2 separate regions of the Callithrix jacchus genome follow, and region 2 is linked to region 1. The links are chromatin contacts, called in public Hi-C maps. All regions are on one chromosome and are shown on one strand. The core of a region is the stretch at or near the end of the contact, and the rest is flanking DNA. Distances in the headings are between cores, read along the strand shown.

What was found. Hi-C and Micro-C count contacts between places; a contact is called where the count stands out from the background.
Region 2: a contact with region 1 is called in a Hi-C map of skeletal muscle, with 3 times the contacts expected there. The contact joins the promoter of ENTPD6 here to the promoter of APMAP in region 1. A contact is called at or near these places in 3 of 3 Hi-C or Micro-C datasets (induced pluripotent stem cells and skeletal muscle).

Annotation. Positions count from the first base shown.
Region 1 is chr5:31,714,692-31,719,865 of calJac240_pri, reverse strand. It overlaps APMAP (adipocyte plasma membrane associated protein), which reads left to right and starts at 1,857. Exons shown (of 9, transcript XM_078371525.1): 1 at 1,857-2,006. It also overlaps the pseudogene LOC118154120.
Region 2 is chr5:31,903,916-31,909,260 of calJac240_pri, reverse strand. ENTPD6 (ectonucleoside triphosphate diphosphohydrolase 6) reads right to left here and starts at 1,659. Exons shown (of 16, transcript XM_078371580.1): 1 at 1,123-1,659. LOC108591668 (a long non-coding RNA gene) reads left to right here and starts at 457. Exons shown (of 2, transcript XR_001911476.4): 1 at 457-646; 2 at 760-884.

The DNA.
Region 1 (5,174 bases), core at 608-3,107:
TCTGGTGCTTTTCTTCGCTGCAGCAAGTTCAGTAAACCCAACTCACTGCCTCTATTTTTCTTATGAATGTGTCCCTGGCTGTTTGACGTGCGTGGGCTTTAACACTGGGCATGGAACACAATGCAACGGGCTCACTGTTACAGTTGGGGCATGTTTAAAGAGCCTTGAAGACAAAGAGGAAGAAGTTCTGCTTGGGAAACTGGGAGAAGAATTTTCAGCAAGGATACTTGAAGTGGGTCCTGAATGACAAAAATAATTAGCCAAGTGTTGGTGAAGGACAGTGTATCTCAGGAAGAAGAAACCTCAAGGACAAAGGCAGCTGGGCCTGAGATTAGACACGGTAAACAATCCTGAGCATCTGAAATGGGGGATGCAGGCAAGAGGGATAGTCCAGAGGCAGGAAGGCGTCAGACCACACAGCACATTGTTAACACTATCCTGGATTTAACAGCTGTACTGACGATACTCAGTGACACATACTGAAGTAAAATGTTGCTGAGGCCTGAATTCTTACCTGGGATCTCTGCAGAACTGGATTTGCATAGCTCTACACTTTCCTCAAGCTGGTTCTTCAGCTCTTTGAATGAATAAAAAACATTCACATGGAATTCTAGTGCCACCTGTCACTGAAAAAGGCAATGGCACGTTTCTATCAGGAAATCCTCCAAGAAATTATTTCTTAACTCTGCATTTTGAACTGAGCTTTTCCAGAGAGGATTCCTCGTGCCACTGGTAACAGGCTTTGATTTCTTCTGCCTGGACACACTCCCTGTCACTTCCTCCAGATTCAATTCCTCTTTCAATCCCTTTGTCTGTCAATCGCTCTCACAAGATCCAGTTCTCCCCCTTGGAAGCAATCACTATGTTTGATAATGTTACATGTCTATTTTATGATGATGATCTGGTTAAAGTCATCCTTCCCACTAGTTTAACTGCCACAAGGAGAGGCCTTGTCTGTGGTTCGCCCACCATCACCTCCCAGCACCTGGGAACATTTCTGGTTCACTACAATACTGTTGAAGAAAGATGCCTCTTGATGCTTTCTCAGCTTTTGTTAGTGGTAATTTCTACTTCTACCTTGGCTTTACTTAAGGGTAATCCTGTTTTTTTCTTTTTCTTTTTCAAAATTTTTATTTTATTTTTATTTTTTAAAAACCTACAGCACCCAGTATTCCCAGGCAGTCTCCCATCCAAGTATTAACCAGGCCCGAGCCTGCTTAGCTTCCGAGATCAGGTGCGTTCAGGGTGGTATGGCCGTAGACAAGGCTAATCCTTTAATAAACTCTATCAAATGTCTGTTTTAACAGCCACAAAAGATTTAATACTCAACATCAGGCCTTAACCAGAGGGAAACATTTTCTAGCCCAAGTTTTCCCCTTAACCGGGTCAGTCGGGGAAGGATGCAATTTTCAGGCAGGGGGTGACTTCGTTCCAAGGGTGTGAACGCGTTTTTGACGCTGCCTGTAAGAACGGTGTCTCTGTCATTTAATAAACAGCGCCATCCTCTCTAACGACAAAAGCGGCCAACATCTCTGGCCAGCAGTTCCCAAGTGCGTCATCAGTATTCCACTCCTCAGAAACGTGAGACGAAGGCGGCATGCGCAGGGGCTGGGCCGGGCGAGCCGAGGCTGAATCACTCGCGTCCCGGGCCCCGGAGAGAGACGAGCGGACACCTTGGCAGCCCCAGGTGCGCGTTCTAAGAAGGTTCCGCGTCGCGCTCGTGGGAGGTCACTCTTCGCCTACAAGAGCGCGGGAAACCGCCCGCCCACGAAGCCGGAAGGGGCGGGGACGGCGCTGAGGATTGGCCACTGGGCGCAACGTCATTTCCGCGCGCGGGGGAGGGCGGGCCTGGCGCCAGAGTCGGCGCCGCTCTGTGAGGGTTGGTGGCGTGGGAGGTCGGGAGCCGGTGCCATGAGCGAGGCGGACGGGCTGCGACAGCGCCGGCCCCTGCGGCCGCAGGTCGTCACGGACGATGATGGCCAGGCCCCGGAGGCTAAGGACGGCAGGTAGGCCGGACTCCCAGACCCGGCGCTGAGCCAGGCGGCGAGGAGCGGAGGGCGACCCTGCTGGACAGCGGCGATGGCGGTAACAGTAACCTGGAGGGATGCCGTGTCTAGCGCGTTGTCAATGCCCTCTCGTTTAATCTCCAAGGGAAACTTGTTTTTCCGAGGAGGAAACGGGCTCCGACAAGCTGTATGCACCTGCCAGGTCCTTCAGGTTCGGGTGCACCCTGTGCCGGGTCGTCGCGTTGTCCTTGGCTCTCCGGGTCCGTTCCTGCGCCTTCCTTCCCCTCACTCCCGCCCCACCCTGCAGAGCGGTTGCTTCCTCGCCTTTCGTTCGCTCCCCTCCCGCTGTCCTTCCTTTGGCTTATCTGATCCCCCGGGGGACAGCCACCTGGTCAGGGCCCTGCGTCTTCCTGGTCCCCCACTCGCACTTTCCTAAAGGGAGGAGGTCCCACGAGATGCTGGGGTGATCCGGCCAAGAGATGGCTTCTGCACTTGCTCTTTTGCACCTGCGCCCCTCACGCTGCGTGACCAGACCTCACCGCGGTTCTTGGAAAGAGTGGAGAACAGAAGTGACATTGTAGGCATTTTTTTTTTTTTTTTCGAGACTTCACCCTTGCAGGTTTTTTCTGATAGGAATGGAGAAACATAGGAAACTGTAGTTGGTGACATCTAAGAAATATCAGGTTTTGCTTTTTGGCTCTTCTTCCATCTTCCAGAATGTAAAAATGCTACATTTTGTTAGCCAAAAACTGAATCATGATCCGTAAACATAGATTTCAATATAAGACACTCAAAATTCACTTTTCAATTTTGTGTCCTGAATTTTGTCACTTTGAAGTTGTAGGGAGACTCAAGAGGCCCCATAGACCAAGCTCGAAGTTGTGAAACTGACTGACTTATATTTGATAGAAATACTGGAAATATTTGTTCATCAGTAGTGTGCCAAGAGGTGGTGTGTGGTACATATGAATGAGAGGCAGTTTTTGCCCTTGTTACTGAGTTTATTGACTGATGATAGGAGGCACACATTTGAAGGAGACCAATGGCAGGGAGGAGCATTTAGGCTCTAGAGAGGCAATTTAGAGAGAAGACTTTGCAGTGACAGTTGACTCCTTGGGCCAGTGGAAAGATCAGGAAGATGCTCCCATATATCCTGACCAACCATTCTGGATTGCCCTGGACTGGGGTTTCCAAGGATGTAGAACTTTCAGGGCTAAACCTGGGCAAACTGGGAGAATCTGGTCACCCTACTTATCGTGAATAAATCATCTGTTGATGAAGCCGTTTAGAGTGGACATGCAAGAACCGGCAACCGTTTCCTACAGAAGTCTTAAAAACAAGGCACTTTTACCTGAGAAATGAAAGAGCAGTGGCCTGAGTTTGTCATTAGGTGGAGGGTGTTGAAAATCAGGGCGGACAGCCCTCGACTTGCTCACACTTCTGCCCCAGGGCAGAGAGGCAGATTAAATTTTTTTTTTCAGGTTCCCTGTGGGGATTCTTCCCTAATGACTAAGTCAATGTGATTCTGAAGTCGTTTTTTACTGCCTGATCTTTTCCAATGTGCCTTTTTTATTTGCATTTAGTTACTTTCTTGACTTCCCCATCCATGAACATTGTTTCTGTTTCCCTGTGTTTGTTCTTGTTTTTTTTTAATCCCTTTTCTGTATATCTGTAATGATCTCTTTCAAAATGAGGTCTTGTTACCACCCTTCCTTTCTGTATTTATTATTGTAATATGGTAGCTGTTTTTCTTACTTTTCTTCTGCAGTTCTCTTCTTTTTCATTTTTGTGGTCATTTCTATTAGTTCATGTAATAGTATTCTTGATTACCTTAAAAGTCGGGAGTTCAACATAAGCCAGGAAAGCCTGTGTATAGTGGGTGAAGTAAAGGAATCTAAATTAGGAAGTAAAAACATGAAGCTGTTAGGGTAAACCTTAGCACTTTAGGTGTGCTAAATAGAATAAAGGAAGCCTTGAAAGACACATTACTAAATTGACGGAACTAAGACATAGATTTTAGCAGTGCCAAGGTCCCCTAGCAATACGTTGGCTGGTCTCCCAACTTTTGGCGTGAAAGGTGGTGTTTGCTTTGTTTTGCTGATGAGATCATTGAGGTCTATGTGAGCAAGGTGGTTTATATGAAGTTCCGGAGAATAGAGTTAAAAGAGAAATGAAAATGAATGGTGAAGGATAGAACTGGTAGCTGGACAATGAGAATCGTATTTTTAAAATTATGCTTTGGAAATGAGATTTTATGCCAAAACTCTTGAATTTCTGTATTCAGATCCAGTGGAGAATTTGGTTGGTAAATTCTTGTGTTCATTGTGGAGCACAGATGAGCTAAGCACTTTTACAGATGAGTGCAAGCTTAGAGTTATTACTTGACATTGATTTCCCCAAATACTTTAGAAACTTTACTGTACACTGTCAAACTATTCCTTTCCTTTTGGAACATAGTTCTATCTAGGAAGAGAACTGTTTAATGTCCATATATGACTATTTAGGGGTGCAGAATGAATATATTGAGGATTTAACATATTTTACTACATTAAATTCTATGTAATTCTGCTTTTTCAATAAATTTCTGAAGGATTTTAGTCTAATTAAAAGTCTCTACTAGGTCCATTTTCCTTTTTCCTCTTGGAGATGAAAGAGTAAGGCAGGCAGTATGGAGAAACGGATGAGACATTCAGGAATTCATGAGGAGTCAGGCAGCTGGAGTGTTTGTCTAAGCTCTGCCCCGGGTGTGTATTTTCAGGTGGCTTTTTAAACTTGTTTCTTAATTTCTTAATTTTTTCAAGGATAAAATGATGAATCTAGGAGCCAGCCCCAGTTTAAAGGATTGTGAAAATGAACAAGTTCAAGAATCTGTCAGTAAAAAAGATGGGTTGATGCAGTTTGACTTTCTCAGGTTCCGGGGATCACCTTGACACGTGAGGCTGCTGGTCCCCTATGAATTTGGGGCTAACAGGCTTTCCACAATAATCACAGGTGAATTTTGATCTCTTGGAGTCTGCTTGTTGGGACTTCAGTTCAGGACACAAGGCCCTGATGTCCTTTGTGCAGAGTTGGAGCCTACCCTTCAAACTCTACCAAGTCGGCTGGTGAATCTACAGAAGATTTTGCAAATTGTGGGCTGGCCAACAGCAATTGTCAAATCCTGTTGCA
Region 2 (5,345 bases), core at 410-2,909, 190 kb before region 1:
GCTGTGGCTCCTGCCGGGGCCACCCTCTAGCAGGTGGAGGTAGGAGTCAGAGAGGAGAATCTCAGGGTGGAGCAGTGCTGTTGGAGGTAGGAGCTGCCCTGTCCCCCGCTGGCTTTCTAGGAGATGGGGATGGCAGGTCACCTCTCGGAAATACAGGCGCCATCTGATGTGGGCTGATGGCTGCCTAATCTGTTGGCCAGTTTCTTCCAGGTTTTCAGTTCAAGTACGCTAAAGGGCCATAAATGCAAATGCCTGCCACACCGCAGTATCCAAAAATAAAGCACATTAGAAACCTCCACTCATTTTCCTGGTAGGTTTCAATGGGTTTTTCTCCCCTTGGCAAAAACCGATGCAAGAACAGCCCCGTCAACACCACCTGCTGTTTCCTTCGCACAGGAGGTGGTGGGAGGGGAGGCGCTTCCAGATCTCCTGACACAAAGGGCTGCCCACCTCCCTGGTCCTTCACCGGAAGCTTCAGGAGGCAGACACACACACAGTAGCCAGCCACTCTCTCCAGGGCACGGGGAGCGGGACAAAAAGCAATTTCGAGATTTGTACCGTGCTGGCCAGGTCCTTCAAGAATGACTACACTGTCACCACAATGGTAACAATGGGGAACCCGCCGCCCACGGCTCTTGCACAGCAGGTAGGAGAAGAGTCCCTGTAATCCACCTCTCCCAAGGAACTGTGCCCAGGGTTTCAAGATTCCCCGCCTGCGGGCTATAGCTGACTTCGCCGCATCCTGTGCTCTTCGTGCAGGTAATGCTGGAGTGCAGATGACTGGAGGGACCCCCAGAGCTGCCCAGGCACTTCCCGGTGGCTGCTTCCTTTGCACTTTGCACCGACAGCTGCACTTACAATAAAAACGCCCTCCCTTCCACGGCCCCCTGGGCCCTCCCATCTCTCCTTCCTTTTCCATGCTCTCCTGGCTGTTGACTGTTTTCCACTGAAGGAGCCCAGACCGGTGTCCAGCTCTCCCCACCTCACCTCTTCCTCCCTCAGTCCGGGGCATCCGCGGCTCACAGGTCAGCTTGGGCAGAACCGTCCTTACCACCTATGAGCGCCTCCGGACACCACCCCAATGCCAGGGTGAACCGTCCTCACACCCTGTCCTGATCTTACCTGTTTCCCAGAAACTGCTGCGCGAGGCTTCCCCGCCGGGCTGATCCAGGAGCGGAGGGGCCTGCCCCTGACGCAGACTGGGGCCGGGTCAGCAAACGCGGGCCGAATAAATGAGCCCAGCAGGGCTGGGCCCCCTGGGGCTAGAGGTCCCAGCTACTTGATCCGCCCCCGGCCCAAAACATTGGACGTGCTCCCCACCGGTCAGCGGAGCCCAGACGTCCGGGGCCCTAGTGGAACCTGACCAGGAAGGCAGCAGGTGGGACCCGGGGTGCGAGTGACCCCCCAGGCCGTCCTGCGGCGCTTAGCGCCCCCGTGGGGAGGCCCGCCCGGAGCCGGTGATCGCCGGCCGCCCCCGCCAGCGCCCAGGCCAGCCGCTAAGCCCGCACCGCGCGCTCGGCCCCAGTCACGGAGGCCAGTGCCCTTCTCCGGGGAGCAGGCGGCGGCCGGTCTTTCCTGCTTCCCCACCCCGGCCGGCGAGAGCACGGCCTCCACGGGTGGGATACGACCCCACTGCTCCCTCGGGCCTGGGCCCCGCCCACATGCACGTGGCGTCACAGGCTGGGCGGGGCAGACGGGCCCAGCTGCGCAGGCGCGGGCTGGAGGAGGGGGGAGGGGGGAGGGTAAGGGGGAAGGAGAGGGGGAGGGGGAAGAGAGGGGGAGGGGGAGGGGGAAGAGGGGGAGGGGGAAGAGGGGGAGGGGGAGGAGGAGGCGCGGGGACGAAGCTGCGCAGGCGCGGGCGGGATGGGGGGGAGGGGGAGGAGGGGGCGCGGGGACGAAGCTGCGCAGGCGCGGGCGGGAGGAGGGGGGAGGGGAGGAGGAGGGGGAGGGGGAGGAGGGGGCGCGGGGACGAAGCTGCGGAGGCGCGGCGGCCGGCTTCCGTTTAGGCGGCTGGCCTCGTGGTTTTCTCCAGTCTGCGCTGGGCTGGCGTCGGCCCCTAGGAGGGTCTTGCTAGTCTGGTTCCCCCAGCGTCTCCGGGCAGGCCCTCGCCAGATTCTAGGGGTTCCCTTGGCCAGTTTCCTAACGACGCGGCGGAGCTGGCCCTTGTCCCTGGCAGGGGGCACCTTAAGGTCTGGACCGGCCTGTGCAATTTCCCCCATCCTTCCATAGCTACTTTCTGTTTTTTCATTTTTCTATTTTTAAGGCGACGTTCGGTGGAAATGCAGCCACAACAGAGCAGGCAGGTTCATGAAGCGCAACCCCCGCCCCCCATTTGTTGACCCCATTTTTTTTTTTCTCTTTCTTTTTTAGACAGGGTCTTGCCCAAGGTGGAGTGCAGTGGCACGATCTCGGCTCGCTCCGCCTCCGGGTTCAAGCAATTCTCTTTCCTCAGCTTTCTGAGTAGCTGGGACTAGAGGTGTGCACCATCAAGCGCAGCTGATTTTTGTATTTTTAGTAGAGACGACATTTCACCATGTTGGCCAGGCTGGTCTTGAACTCCTGACCTTAGGTGATCCGTCCACCTGGCCTTCCAAACTGCTGGGATTACAGGCATGAGCCACTGCACCCGGCCTTTGACCCCATTGTCTGATGTCTTCCTAAAAATAACCAAGTTTGCAACTCCTGGCTGTCCTGGCATGCACGCCCTGGTTTACTTAGGGACCCCATGGTGGGGGTTGCCCACATGCACCCCTATGCTAGACACCCTCATTCCCACGAGAGCCAGAGCCCCTTCCTGGCCCACAGCGTCTGGCGGTGTGGGTGCACTCTAGCCAGGCCTGGCCCTAAAGGATGGACCCACCTGGGGCACTGGGGCATCTGGGAGAGCTATTGGTGGAAGAAGCCCAGGTTCCTGGAGCACCAACTGGGCAAGAGTTTATTTTCAGGATGGGACACTTTTTTTTTTTTTTGAGACGGAGTTTCACTCTTGTTACCCAGGCTGGAGTGCAATGGCGTGATCTCGGCTCACCGCAACCTCCGCCTCCTGGGTTCAGGCAATTCTCCTGCCTCAGCCTCCTGAGTAGCTGGGATTACAGGCACACGCCACCATGCCCAGCTAATTTTTTTTATATTTTTAGTAGAGACGGGGTTTCACCATGTTGACCAGGATGGTCTCGATATGTTGACCACGTGATCCACCTGCCTCGGCCTCCCAAAGTGCTGGGATTACAGGCGTGAACCACCACGCCCGGCCCAGGATGGGACACTTTTGAGAGCGAACAAGCGCTGCCTGTATGGGATTCGGGAGCAATGCATAGACCAGGCCTGGCAGTCGGGCGTGCGGTTCCTGTTGGAAGGTGGCACAAAAGCGCCTGGTTGGACATTGCCCCTGAGATTTGGTTACTACAGAGGTTAGGCTCTGCGGGCCCTTGCGGATGGACCTGGAGGTTTTCCCCAGTTGTTTGTTGTTAGGAATAATGCGACTGGATCCTGAGGACTGCATTTGTGCTGCAGGTAGTTGAATCTGTCAGACATATTCTTAGAGGTGGAATTGGCTATGGCGGGGTATGTCCTTTAATGTGTTGGGTAAAATGGCTAAATTGCCCTCCTTGGACTGTGCCTCATTGACAGTCTGGCAAATAATGTTTAAGACTGTGGGTTTCCACACATTTTCACCGGTGGGGTCTTTCCAGACCTTTGGATCTTTGCCAATCCAATAATGACAAAACTGTATCTCACGGTTTTAATTTGCACTTTTCCTAGTATTTTGAGCTCCTGTCGTGGAGCGGTGATGGCCCTGTGTCTGCCTGCTGCACTCAGGAAATGTGTTATCACTTCCTCCCTTCTCACCATTTTTCACTCTTAAGCGTTTCTAGAATTTGCGAAAGTAAAATCTTTTTGCTGGCTTGAGCTCTGCTGTGTGTTGCACCAAATCTTCCCTTGGTAGATCCTTTCTTGATGTTTAATACCCAGACCGTTCTATCTAGCGTGGCCTCCTCTAGTTATTCTCTGTCACCTTTCATGTTATTTCCTCTATGGCACTCATCACACTGTAACCATCCAACAGCTTCTTGACTGTCGCCCAGATACAGCCAATTTTTCAAGATGGGAATTGCAATACAGGAAGAGTTCAGTAAACACAGAGCTGGCTAAATAGGAGACCAGAGGTTTGTTATTCCTCAGATCAGCCTCTCTTCAAATTTGGAGGCTAGGGGTTTTGGGGGGGGGTTTGTTTTTGTGACAGAGTCTTGCTTTGTTGCCCAGGCTGGAGCACAGGGGTATGGTCTTAGCTCACTGCAGCCTCCACCTCCTGGGTTCAAGTGATTCTCGTGCCTCAGCCTTCCAGGTAGCTGGAATTACAAGCACACACCACCATGCCCAGCTAATTACTTGTATTTTTAGTACAGACGGGGTTTCACTGTGTTGGCCAGGCTGGTCTTGAACTCCTGCTCTCAAGTGATCTGCCCTCCTCAGCCTCCCAAAGTGCTGGGATTATGCAGTCTGGAGGTTAGGGTTTTTTAAAGATAGTTTAGCAGACACAGGGCTAGGGAATGGTGAGTGCTGATTGGTTGGGTTGGGGATGAAATCATGGGGAGATGAAGCTTTTGTCTTGCTCTGGGTCAGTTCCTGGGTTGGGTTCACAAGACTAGATGAGCCAGTTTACCAGTCTGGGTGGCTGGTCCATCACAATGCAGGGTCTGAAAAATACCTTGAACACCAATCTTATGTTTTCTAACCCCAATATTGGAGCAATTGGGGCAGTTAGGAATCTTGTGGCTTCAGGCTGCATGACTCCTAAGCCATAGTTTTTAATCTTGTGACTAGTTTGTTAGTTTCACAAAGGTGGTCTGGTCCCTAAGCAAGAAGGAGGTTTGTTTCAGGGAGGAGCTGTTATCTTTGGTTTAGGGTGAAATTATAAACTAAATTTCTCCCCAAATTTGTTTGGCCTATGCCCAGGAATGAACAAGGGCAGCTCGGAAGTTAGAAGTAAGATGGCGTCAGTTCGGTCAGGTTTCCTTTCACTGTTGTATTTTCTTATTGTCATAATTTTTGCAAAAACACCACACCCATTATTTATTTTTGTTGACTTGTTTATTGATACATTTGTTCCATTCCTGAAAGGAAGCCCCATGAGAACAAATCAATGGGTCTGTCTTGCTCACTGCTGCATGACCGGCACTGTCTGGAGCATGGCAGGTGCCTGTAGCATACCCTGTTGGTGCTCATGTCTCTTGTCCGCCTCTGCTGTCAGCTCTCTGGTTGTGGTGGAGAGTTCCCTTGAATGCTGCCATCTCAAGCATCTTGTTGCTGTCCTCTTTAGGGATTATCTTACGACTTTTTTTTTT